2 separate regions of the Gossypium hirsutum genome follow, and region 2 is linked to region 1. The links are chromatin contacts, called in public Hi-C maps. All regions are on one chromosome and are shown on one strand. The core of a region is the stretch at or near the end of the contact, and the rest is flanking DNA. Distances in the headings are between cores, read along the strand shown. Region 1 has its middle 19 kb from the start of LOC107896377. Region 2 holds the start of LOC107895432 (probable leucine-rich repeat receptor-like protein kinase At1g35710).

Region 1 (6,901 bases), core at 3,048-5,547:
GATGGAGAAGAAGTATAAACATATTGGGTCATTTACGCAAAAAGTAAAAATATTGGGTAATTTATTAAAAAATGGAAAATGAAGGACGAAAAACAACAGTCACTCAACCTTACCTCGTCTAACGTGACAAGTTAACTTGCCACACCAGCTAGTTTACTAGCCATGTCACTTGTCCTGTTAGGCCTATAACAAAAAAATGTTAATGAGTGACTGATTTGTAAGTTTTTGATAACGATGTTAATGGGTGACTGATTTGTCACTTTTCGATAATGTTAGTGACTGTTTTGTTATTTTTTGAAAGTTGAATGGCTGAATTAAAACTTTGCATCGTCTAACGTGGCAAGTTAACTGGCCATGTCAGCTAGTTAATTGGCCACGTCACCTGTCCCATTAGGCCTGTAACCGAAAATATTAATGGGTGACTGATTTGTTACTTTTTGATAACGTTAGTGACTGATTGTTACTTTTTGATAACATTAGTGACTAATTTGTTATTTTTTGAAAGTTGAGTGATGGAATTAAAATAAGAGTGATTGGTTTGTCAGCTGCATCAAAGTTGAGTGACTGTTGGTGCAATTTACCCATTAAAAAATGCATATAATTTTTAAAAATATAAAAATAAAAAGAATTGTTCTATTATTATTTAAGTATTTATTATTCTTACCCACAAACATCACTTCTCACCGTCGTCGTTCGACGTCCTCTTTGACATTAGACCGTCGATCCAAAGCCTCCTTTTTAGATCTATAGGATTAAATTTCTAAAGAATCTCAAAAGTTGTAAGGTCACTCTCAAAACTTTAAAATTTTTGTGCTTCGATCTCCTAATCTTGTTGGTGATATGGATTGATTTTCAGATGTCTTTCTACTTTTGAGCTCGCTGATAGTAGTTCGGTGAAAACAACAATGACATCTTTAACGGAGGCGGCGATTAGGATTTCTGGATTAGAAGGGAGAAGATGAAGAAAAGGAGAAGAGATAAAAAAATAAGAAAAGAGATAGAGAATAAGGAAAAAATGGATTTAATCTTTGAGTGATGAATTTCTTTAATGACGGTGATCACATTAACCAAAAAAAAATTGGATGATCAAAATATGAACGGCCTAATTTTAAAGTGGCTATGAGGATAATTTACCCCATTTTTAATAATAATAAAAAAATTCAATTCAAATTCAAATTTAAATTTAGAACATAAAAAAAGAATTTATTTTTTTATTAAACAAATAAATGTAAGCACACAATTTGACTCCAAGTTCTGCTCTTGCATATTCTCAATCAGTGATTTAAATTAAAGTTTCATTCTTTAACTTGAGAAATTATGTAAGAATTTGATAGAAATTAGTTTAACAGCTTAAAATTATTAATCCTTTTTGTATATCATAGGAAATTAGTAGTGTCGTAACCATTTTTTGGTAAAACGGGAATCGACTTTGGTTTGAAAATGATAATTAAAACGGGAGTCGCCACCAATCTTTTTTGATGAGGTGTGATCGGATCACCTTAAATTAATCATTTTAATAAAAGTTAAGATTTACTAAAACGATAAGTTTTGGTCTACGAAAATCAGAAAATGAGTTCGGGAGTCGGTTACGCACGAGGAAGGATTAGCACCCTCGATACGCCCAAAAATTGGTACCTAATTGATTAATTAGTGTCTTAGTTTCGAAAATTGAAAACTTAAAATACTTTGAAATACGGTCCCTCTCTAAAAAACTCGAAGGTTAAAGGCTTTCTCATAAAACATCATGCCCAGTAAGTTAGGACATGACATCTCGAACTTTAAGAGTGAGCTCGCCTCCTATTAATGCATTTTGATTTCTTTTTAGAAGGATATTCGGTTAGCCCGGGTGAACGAGGTAAATCGAAACCCAGTAAGTTAGGGCATGTTTCCTCGAATTTTCGAACACCGAACATTGCCTTTATTTGCAAAAGCTCTTATTTCGAGGTGTCAAAATGTTATACCCGATAAGTCAGGACACCACACTTCGTATCTCTGAAAATAAGCATTTTTTAAAGACTCGTATTGTGATTTAAAAAGAATATATTCCGTTATTTAGGTTAAATGAGAAAAGTCGAAACCCAGTAAGTTAGGGCACGATTATCTCAAATTACCAAATATGAAATATTATTTTTATGAAGGAATTATTTTAAGGTATCGAATGAAAAAATATCATATTACTTATTGTAAACCATAAAACAGAATCATGGCGCTGATACGCAATAATAAGCACGACAGGATTAATGACAATGATATAAACAATTATAACAAGATGCGAGCAAAGCTAGTAATATGAGGATATAAAACACAAGCATAAGGTAAATGAGATGATCGAATACATGAATAAATAAATAAATAAATAAACAGATAAAAATAAAATAAATGAAGTATGGCAAAATAAAAATGACAATGATGACGAAAGTAATAATAATAATAATAATAATAATAATAATAGTAGTATAACGATAATAATACGTAAGGTATTAAAATATATACGTAATAATAGAAATAAAAGTATACATAACATTAAAGACATATATTCGGGATACATATGTGAAATAAGTTCATAATAGTTATAAAGATATACATAATAGAATATATGAATAATATGATATTTACAATATATATACACTAAAACATGATAAAAAATGATACACATGATATAATATTAATATGCACGTGCATAATATGGAGTATTATATATTAAAAGGATGTATATATGGTTTACGAATGTATTAACAAAATAATGTCAAAAACTAATTATAATAATATATAAATATATACGTATATAGTGAAGATACATACTACTACATAATAATAATAGAAATACAAAAAAAAAAGCAAGTATAATAATAAAAAAAATATTAAATTAAAGTAATGAAAAACAATACTATATATAAAAATATATATGTATATATGTACATGAAGATATACACTAATATACAATGATAATAGTGATAATTAAAATGCAAAAAGGGTAAATATAACAGTAATATTAAAATGAAGTAATTAAAATAATACTACAACTATAAAAAATGTATATACGTACATATGCAATAAAGCGTATATTAATAGTAATAGTAATAACCATATAAGTGATAATGATAACAGTAATAACTTTTTAAAATATGTGTATATAAACAATAATAATAAAAAGATATGTATATATATAATAATAATAATAGTATAGTAAAAATAATAATAATATGTTAATGAATATAATAATAACAGTTAATATAATAACAAATACTGCTACAAATAAAAATAGGGTAAAAATAATATAAAAAATCAAATTAAATCTAAAAAAAAGGGACCAAATCTGAAACAAAAAAAAAGTTTTGGGGCCAATTCGAAAGGAAATATAAAAAGGGGGCCTATTCGAATACGCGTGCGACTACAGAGGGCCAAAATAGCAATTTTCCCATGTCCTTAAAACGGCGTCACTGAAGGGAGGATCGAATCACAAAATGCGATAGATTCTAGGGCCAATTTAAAAGCAACGAAAACTTGATTGCAAAACACATAAAAAAACGGAAGGACCGCGAGCGAAATTAACCCCTAAGAGCAAAAACACGCGGATCCTGAGCGGGTCGGAGTCGGGTCTCGGGTCAGGGTAGCTAAACGGCGTCGTTTTTGGTCTTGGTCTGGGCACAAAAACGGTGTTGTTTTGATAGGCTATAAAAGCCTAAAAATTTCCAAAAAAACCTCATTTGCATCAGGTGCTTAAAAAAAAAGGGAAGAGAGAGCTCTCCTCTCTCTGCAGAAGGTCTGTATGCCGGCGAGGGCTCCGGTCAAAGGATTGATCATCGCCCGCCGTAGGTGCCGCCGCGCCGGCCACCGTACACGGTGGTCGAAAATCGAAAAAAAGGGGTAAAAATTTTGTTTTTTTATTATTTTAAAATGTAGTTATAATCTGTATGTATATATAGGTAAATAAAAAAGAAAGAAATTTTACGATGATAATAAGAAATTTTACGATGATAATCACCTTTCGACTGTTGGATTTTTGACTCTCTGTTTTGATTGTTTTTTGCCTTTTGATATTACTGATATCTGTTCTTGCTTTGTATTTAGAATCTAATATTGTTTTTCATTTCACCAAAATGCCGAATGTTACATGGTTTTTTTGATTCCGCCTTAAATAGCCATTACAAATCCTTTTTTATATTACATTGTCTTTTCTTTGCAGGAAAATGGGCGGTGGAGCAGAGGCCACTTGCGCTGTCGACGTGACTGAGGCGGTGGGAGTCAGAGGCGGTGGGGGCAAGTGGTTTAGGGTTTCAGATTCTAAAACCCTAAACTTGGGGCTAGTTGGGTTTGGGCTTCTGTTTAGGGGTTAGTGGGTTTTGGGTTAGTGGGTTTTGGGTCCAAAATTGGGCTTGTACAAGTAGTTTAATAATTTATATATAAATAATTAATAATTAATAAAAATTAACAATTTAATAATTTATATATAACAAATTATTAAAATATAATCATTAATGTGCTCTTCTCTTTTAAAATAAAACGCCTCAATCAAACAACTCAAAAGTATTTTTTGACAATAATAATAAATATTTAAATATTAAAAATGTTTATTTTTAAAAAGAAATTATTGGTATTTTTGTAATCCAATGATAAAAAAATACAAAATATCATTCAACAATTTAATTATTTTTTGACAACTCGATGTATCAGTCAAAAGCAAAAGCGACCACGAAGAGTTGGAGCTGAGTGGACTTGTCATATTCAAATACACCACTTAAATTTGCTGTGTTACCGGGGTGAATTGTAGCTTTTTAAAAAGGAAAATGTTTATCAAACATACTAATTATTTTTGTAATCCAATGATAAAAAAAATTACAAAATATCATTCAACAATTTAATTATTTTTTATCATAGTGGCAGTTTTAAAATTAACATAATAATAACTTTAACCCTTAATGTTTATAAATAATATCAATTTAATTTTGATTTTAAAAAAAAATTAACCATCAACATTTATACATTGTGTTATTTGGGTTTTTTATTACAATTTTACTTTTCTTTGTGACATTAAGGGTTAATTTTAAAAGAATGAAAAAAAAATGAAAATTATTATCTTGAATTTTTTGGTTTTTTTTTGTATATTTTCAATTAAATTTAGTTGATAATTTTTTTTAGCTTTTTAGATGAAAGGATCACAACAAAAAAACTACACATTATGTAAATATTGAGAGTTAAATTTTTTAGAATCAAGACTAAATTGACACAATGTATAAATGTCTAAGGTTAAAGTTGCTATTATGCCATTTTAAAAGCTTCCAATATTATCTAATTAAATAATTGAATGACATTTTATAAATTTTTATAATTGAGTGATGAAAATAATTTACTCCGAATAAAGCAGTGTTTATCCAACGAAATGTAAATTTAAGCCTTTTTCTTTTTATGAATAACGAAGAAAAGATATTAAATCGAAAAAGAATGTGGAAAGTTTTTAAAGGCAATGGAGGGGTAATAATGAATCATGTGGCCGTTACAACTTTTCTATTGAAATGGCGTTGAATCTTCAAACTGTGAAAAATAGAATGTCGATAATGACAACGTATCACAAATAAAAGAGAAACAAAAATAAAAAACACAGATTTTTACGTGGAAACTCTTTCGGGGAAAAAAACCACGGGCAGAGGAGAAGATAATTCACTATGTCGAATTCGAATAATTACAAGAGGAGTAGGTTATATCTATTTATAGGCTTGTAAAACCATATTCTAATAGAAGGGGTGTAGTAAGATTGAAACACCTTATTCTAATCAATATCAAATAGATGAAGTTTAATAAGGTTTAAAAACCTTAGTCTAAAATAAAATAAAAGAAGTGTAGTTCTATATGGATTTTACTTTTATTTTATTTTACCACTGTATTTTATTTTAATAAGGATTCGGGTCACTCAATTCTAACAATCTCCACCCTGACACGAATCCTCAATGAACAAGTTCTTCTGAACTCTCAACAAACAAGTCCTTCACCTCTTCCATAAAACCCCTTAAGGGTTTAACTTCAACAATGAACAACAATCAAGTCTAAGCAATGCTCAAACTTGGTTATGGGAAGTGACTTAGTCATCATATCTTCAGGATTTTCATGAGTACTAATTTTGCTCACAAAATATCACCACGAGTAATAATATCACGAAAAAAATGATACCAAACATCAATGTGCTTTGTTCTCTCATGAAACATTTGACCTTTTGTAAGGAAGATAGCACTTTGACTGTCACAAAATATTGTACTGATTTGAAGATCTTCATTGAGTGCACTAAAGAGTCCTTTCAACCAAATGGCTTTTTTACAAGCCTTAGTAATTGCCATGTGCTCAGCTTCAGTGGTAAACAAAGCGACTGTAGTTTGCAAAGTGGCTTTCCAATTGATTGGACAACCTCCGACTGTAAAGACATAACCTGTGAAAAATCTTCTTCTATCAAGGTCTCCAGAAAACTTAGCATCAACATACCCAATGACTGAATCCCTAGTTCTTCCAAACTGCAAGTAAACATCAGTAGTACCTCGTAAGTATCTTAAAATCCACTGAACTGCTTTCTAATGTTCTTTATCGTGATTCGCCATGTATATGCTAACTACACTGACTGCATATGATAAATCTTGACGTGTACAAACTATAGCATACATGAGAGATCCCACTGCACTAGAATATGGAACATGCGACATGCAACTCAATCTCATCATCTGATTGTAGAGACAAAGCCGATGAAAGTCTGAAATAGGCTACTAAAGGAGTACTAATAGGTTTAACACTCTGCATATTGAACCTGCAAAGAATTTTCTCAATGTACCCCTTCTGACTTAGGTACAATTTACTTGCTTTTCTATCTTCGAGAATCTCCATACCAAGTATCTTCTTTGTTGGTCTCAAATCTTTCATC
Region 2 (6,901 bases), core at 2,958-5,457, 230 kb after region 1:
AGTTTAGTTGAAGGTGGAGTTGTGCGTATGGGAAACGATTCATTTAGTAAGGTAATTAGTATTGGTACTGTAAAAATTAGGATACACGATTAGTCGATTAGGACACTCTCAGATGTTAGCTATGTACCTGATTTACGAAAGAATCTCATCTCGTTAAGTATTTTAGACTTAAAAAGATGCAGAATCAACATTTGTTCAAGCGACATTATAGTATCTCATGGAACTCTCGTTTTGTTAAAAGGTAAAAGAACCCGCAGTCTTTATATTCTGGAAGGTTCTACAGTGACCAGTGAAATCGGACGTCCCTCGTCCGTTACGGAGTTGAAGTCAACTTCGTTGAAGAGAGGTTCTCTTTTGGATGCAGGTTTTGAAAAGTTAGGGCATGTGTTCATGAAAATCAGACCCGGGTTAATTTTAATTTGGTAGTGTACAAGGCTAAGGCTAGAAGTCTTCCAGTTTCTAAGCATTGATTCAACTTAATTAATTCTCTGCATAGTTCAAGATAGGCCCGTGGCAGACTTTGGCAAAGATGGCATTGTGGAAATATGAGTCTAGGTGGAAATTTGTTAAGTATGACTCCTATTTCAGTCAAATTTGAGAAATAATCTTCTAGTTAAACTCTGTCTATTTGTTTCAATCAAATACTAATTAGTTTAGATTATTTTATTATTATTTGACCTAAGAATTTAGTCTATAAATAGATTCTTTTACAACCTTAGAAAATACACCCATTAGAGATTAGAACTCATAACATATTTAGAGAATTTTGTGTTTACGTTTTGAGGGTTCTTGGTTTTCGGGTTTTCGGGGTTTAGTTTTTATTTCCATCTTTTGTACTTTTCGTTCTTTTGCCATTATAGTAAAATTATATTTGCCCGTGGTTTTTTATCCTCTTTGGAAGGGTTTTTCCATGTTAAATTTGTGTGTTCAATTTCTTAATTTATTCCTCTATTTTTTTACTTGTTGCTTAATTGAGTCAATCCCAACAGGCGAAAATATGTCTATAAATAAATTTTATTTGGAGTTCTCCAATAGTGGTGGCGGTGACAATAGTTCACTCTGTTTTATCTGAAAGGATCGGTAGTATTAGTAATTTTAGCTTTGAGTGTTTTTTTGGTTGTTTCTTTTAGCGGTTGATTACTATGGTGCATCTTTAATGATTTTTTGGTATTACTAATTTAGTGGTCTTGATATATCTCTCCTCCTATAGACTTTTATTATGAAAATATAATTACTATTTCTTTAAAAAAATAGAACTTAATAATTATTCATATAGTCGATTGGAAAATGATGGTAAAAATATCATAAAGGCCTCTATACTAGGAGTTAGATTACATTTGACTTCTTTTATTCGAACAATGGGCAAATTAGTCCCTATAAATTAGATCAAAGAGCAAACTAGTGTTTTTGTTAAAAATTTCATCCATTTTTCTATTAAAAATTTGTCCATGTACGTCAACATGATATACATTTGGCACGTCACATGCCATTGTCTAGTTATTTTGTCAATCACGTCAACTTTTAATAGTACAAGTGGATGAAATTTTGAATAGAAAGGACTAATTTACTTTTTAATCTAATATACTGGATTTAATTTACTCAGTTTTTTAGTAGAAAAAATAAAATACAATTTGCCTCCTAACAAGGAACCTCCATAGTATTTTTACCACAAACATAAGTAATAAAAATTGGTAGTACAATGAAAGGCATGATTGTGGGGAAATGAGACATAAGGTGTTGGACCACATTACCCTTTACTCTCTAACAACCATCATGCCATGAAGAATGGTGGATTCATAATGGCATAGAGCCAAAATGCAATTTACGTCTTTATAAAGGGTCTCTATAATACTTTTATCAAAACATATAAGTAATAAAAATTGGTAGTAGAATGAAAGGCGTGTTTGTTGGGGAAAGGAGACATAAGTTGTTGGGCCAGACTACCCTTACTCTCTAATAACCCTCATGCCGTGAAGAATGGTGGATTCATAATGGCACGAGTTGCATTTTATTCCACATGACCTAGAAGCTTCAGAATAACTTAATTTGTAAAAAAAAATTTTGAACATATAAATTTTAAATAAATTTATCAATATTCCTATAAGTTTTTCTAGATTTACATAAGTCCAAAGAGGGGTGATGGGGTTTTGTTGTATGTTTAAGGAGCTTGTTGTGTTTGTAGTTATAGTAACACTTATAACAAATTTCTATAACTTATGAATTGTTTGATGGTTAGATTAACTTAAACGTGTTTGAAACAAAAAAAAATCAGTTAAGACTATATGGATTGCGAGACTAAAATTCTAATCCGTGATATTAAGCTTTACTCTCTTACAAGTCTAATGTTGAGCAATCATTTGTAATATTTAAACATTGATGCATTTAGCATCTATTAAAGGAAGATAACAGTCATATTCTCTTAAAGATATGAATGTTTATTATTTTAAGGTAAGTTATTTGGTCATTTTAAAAAAAAAATTAACTAAATTAATCACTTTAATGTTAAATTGAATGGAATGCTCTCATTTCCTTTTATATTTCTTATTTCTTTGATTTTTCTTTTTTTTTCCTTTCTTTCTTATTTTTTCCATCTTCTCCTTTCTAACTTACTAACCTTAGCTCCCGCTTCCTCTATCAAACCACTGCTATTGAGCATTGTCATGTCAATGGACAACTTTAAAGGACGCTTATTTTATTTCCCTATTTTTCTTGTTTTTCTTATCCTTACCCACAATCACCGCTTCTTACTATTGTCATTTGATGTCTTCTCTGACGCTAAATTGCCGATTCAAAACCACCAAAGTGAAGCCCAAAGCCTCCTCTTTAGATCTATAGGTTTAGATTTAAAAAAGAAAGCTCAAAAGTTGTGAGGTCACTCTCAAAATTTTAGAATTTTCATGCTTGGCAGGAGCAACAATGACATCATTAAGGGAGGCAACTGTTAGGATTTTTAGGTTAGAAAAGGGAAAAGATGAAGAAAAGGAGAGGATATAGCAAAAATAAGGAAAAAGATAAAAGAATAAGGAAAGTATGGAATGTATCTCGCATCTTGGGCGAAATAGAGTCGACACCATGATAAGGAAGAGCCGACGTCCCGATGATGTGACATGTGAAGTCTCAACGAGCCGATAAATGACGTCACGACATAACAACATATTTCCTACTAAATTGGGTTTCTTCTCCTTGTTAAACTCTGCTATTTTTTCTAGGTTGAACTTTAATAACTCTAGGAATATTTTAATCATATTAGCCCACGAATTTCAACCTATAAATAGAGCTTTTAGCAACTCTGGAGAGATTGATTCAACAACTCAGCAAATGAAAGTAAGAAGAATTTTGTTTTTTAGTTAGTGAGCTTTGTATTTTTTAGGATTTAAGGGCTTGTTTTGTTTTTCCTCCATCTTTTATTCTTCTTCGGTTATTTGCCATTTTAGTGAAGTTTTCTTTACCTGTGGTTTTTTTATTCTCTCTAGACGAGTTTTTCTACATAAATATTTACATCCAATTTTCTCCATTCATTCTTGTTTGTTGCTTAATTCGGGTTTCAGCCCAATAGAAAGAAAGAAAAAAAAAAGATGGACTTAATGTTTGAGTAATCAGTTTGATTGATTTCTTTAGCAGTGACCAAATTAACAAAAAAAAAAGTTTTTTGGATGATCGAAATAGGAATGACCTAATTTTAAAGTGGCTATAAGGATAATTTACTCCATTTTTAATTGATAATAAAAAATTTCAATTCAAATTTAAATTTAAAATATAAAAAATGAAATTTATTTTTTGATTAAACAAATAAATGTAAGCTTAAAATCAATAAAAAAGCACTTTCCCTTTAAAAAAACATATTTAATTAAAATTTAAAATATAATTAAATTGAAAATAAACATAAAAAAAATCAAATTTATTTTTATTAGGTAATCAAGTAATTGTATTATTGGAACTCCAGTAAATTGACTTTATCGCCTATCCCCGACGGTAGAATTTGTAAGGCACAGGCTTGACTTAAGTCTGTCCAAACAGCAGGTCTTGAACAATATAATTAATACAGATTGTGAAAGATCCCTTCATGTCATATCTACAACTTGCAATTTTTTCCACTTGATGTCGAAGCTTCATGGTGATTGAAACAGCACCAATCTTCTGTTATAAATAACCAAAGCCTTTTATTACAATTAACCACACAAGCTCCTTAATTTCAACTATCAATACCATGGCTTCTTTCTTAGTACCATTCAAACTCATCTTCTTCCTCATCTTTGTATTTTTCCATGCTTTCTCTTCGTCATCCTCCATAACTTCCATGGAAGCTGAAACTCTTTTAAAATGGAAAGCTAGCCTCGACAACACCACACAAACTTTTCTCTCTTCTTTGTGGGTCGGAAGTAGCCATTGCAATTGGGTTGGAATCACTTGCAACAATGCCGGAAGCGTCACCAATCTAAGCCTTGCAGAGTATGATTTGAGATTGAGAGGTACACTTCACCATCTCAATTTCCTTTCCTTGCCTAACTTGATTAGGCTTCACCTTCGAAACAACTCATTGTATGGGCCCATTCCTTCGCACATTGGAAACCTTTCCAAACTCATCTTCCTTGACTTGTCATACAATAACTTCTCAGGACATATCCCATCTGAAATTTGCTTGTTGAGAAGTCTTCAATTGATCTCCTTAATAGCAAATAAGATTAGTGGTCCCATTCCACAAGAAATAGGAAATCTGAGTACAATTTCTAATATCTATTTCTATGGTAACTATCTAAGTGGTCCAATCCCTGCCTCTATAGGAAGATTGCATAATTTATACAGGCTTGACCTTAACAGCAACCGACTCAATGGTTTTATACCTAAACAAGTTGGAACGTTGAGGTCACTTTATATGTTGGACTTGTCAGGAAACAGCTTAACTGGTCCTATACCGGCATCTATAGGAAACTTAAGTAACTTGGTGTATCTTTTCTTGTATGGAAATCATCTTTCTGGTTCTATTCCCAATGAAATTGGAGGGCTTAAATCACTTTTCATGATCCAGTTCTCGAAAAATAATCTCGGTGGCGTCATCCCTAATTCCATAGGAAACTTGACCAAGTTATTTAGTGTCATGCTTGATACAAATGCCATTTCTGGTTCAATACCTCGCGAGATAGGAATGCTTAAATCTCTCAACTTTTTGCTTTTGGCTGATAACTCAATCTCTAGTCCAATCCCTACTTCCATAGGAAACTTGACCAACTTAACTACTCTTAGCCTTTCTCAGAATATGTTTTTTGGATTGATACCTAAAGAGGTAGGGATGCTTAAATCTCTCAGTCAATTGGATCTGTCTAATAACACATTCTCTGGACAAATCCCTACTTCCATAGGAAACTTGAGCAGCTTATCAGAAGTTTTCCTTGGTGAAAATAGTTTGTCAGGCCCCATTCCTCCAATATACAATAATCTTACTAATCTCCAATTATCAAACAACCATCTCACTGGTACATTACCAGAAAATTTATGCCTCGGTGGAGTACTCACTCGACTTGCAGTGATCAACAACAATTTGTCAGGTCCTATCCCATCAAGTTTGAGAAACTGCAAAAGCTTAATCAGAGTTAGGGTGGATGGAAACCGTTTGACTGGAAATATATCAGAAGTTTTTGGTATATATCCACATTTGAATTATGCTTCGTTAAGCGATAACAATTTTTATGGCGAACTTTCTCCAAATTGGGGGAAATGTCATAATCTAACAAGCCTACGTCTCTCCAACAATAACATTTCTGGAAAGATTCCATTCGAATTGGGACATGCAACCCAGCTACAAGAACTTGATCTTTCTTCCAATCATCTAGTCGATGAGATTCCCATGGAACTGGGAGCATTGAAAATGATGACCCGTCTTTTGCTAAGTGGTAACCAATTTTCAGGCAAAATTCCATCAGAGATTGGACTTCTATCAAATCTAGAACAACTTAACTTGGCTTCAAACAATTTAAGAGGGCCTATTCCTGATGATCTTGGATAAACAATCTGTTTATTTAAAAAGAAAATTAAAGCTTTTGTTAACTTTTTTGGATAAATATATACGGAGTTATCTGAACTTTGATAATTTGTATTTATTTAGTATTTAAATTTTTTTTTGGACATAGCTAATATCTAAACTCAGAAATCATAAGTTTGATATTTTGATGCCTAACTAATACTACTTGATTTTGGGTTGACAACCAATAGAATGTTACCATGTGTCCTAAAATTAACAAAAAAATATTTATTTCAAAATTTAAAAGAAATAAGAATTTTTTTTATTTTACATGCATAATGAACCTGGACAAATGGTTGTCTAGAATCATTTAAATGTGGACAACAGTTTGTCTAGATTCATTTTAAAATTTTTAGTAATTTATATTTTTTTATAATTTGAAAAGTAAAATATATATTTAAAAATAAACTCTTTTTTATAATTTTTTTTATTTTTAGAATTTCTCTTGAATTTTAGGAATTTTTTTATTTCAAGTGCACAATGAATCCAGAATTATATTTTAAATATGCAACTTATTTATTTTAAAAAAAAATACTATTCTTTTCAATTAGAAAAATATAAAATTATTAGAGAAACATACATTTGGAATGAATCTGGACAAACTATTATCCAAATTCAATTGTATAAAGATAATCATTTATCTAAATTCATTGTACACTTGAAATAAAAAATACCAACATTCAGGAAAATTTCTAAAAATATACAAAAATTTTAAAAAAATTATAAAATACATTTAAAAAAAATTATATTGTTATTTTTGAAATTATAAAAATATAAAATTACTAAAAAAATAAGAATAAAACTGTAAAAATTATTATACAAATTCAACTTAATCTGAACGACCATTTACTCGGTTCTAATGAAGAAAGGATCCAAACCATGCCA

Evidence for each region. Hi-C and Micro-C count contacts between places; a contact is called where the count stands out from the background.
Region 2: a contact with region 1 is called in a Hi-C map of leaf, with 1.8 times the contacts expected there. The contact joins the promoter of LOC107895432 here to the enhancer-like site in region 1. A contact is called at or near these places in 3 of 34 Hi-C or Micro-C datasets (all in leaf).

Annotation. Positions count from the first base shown.
Region 1 is chrA10:106,596,339-106,603,239 of Gossypium_hirsutum_v2.1, forward strand. No RefSeq gene overlaps it. Among protein-coding and RNA genes, the nearest start is that of LOC107896377, 19 kb to the left of the region's middle. Within about 2 kb of position 4,298, at least 5 of the 9 cell types and tissues checked have an H3K27ac peak or open chromatin away from gene starts, as enhancers often do. A contact at or near this core is called in leaf, where this site is marked.
Region 2 is chrA10:106,827,007-106,833,907 of Gossypium_hirsutum_v2.1, forward strand. It overlaps LOC107895432 (probable leucine-rich repeat receptor-like protein kinase At1g35710), which reads left to right and starts at 4,208. Exons shown (of 1, transcript XM_016820715.1): 1 at 4,208-6,001. The coding sequence starts at 4,208. The coding sequence ends at 6,001.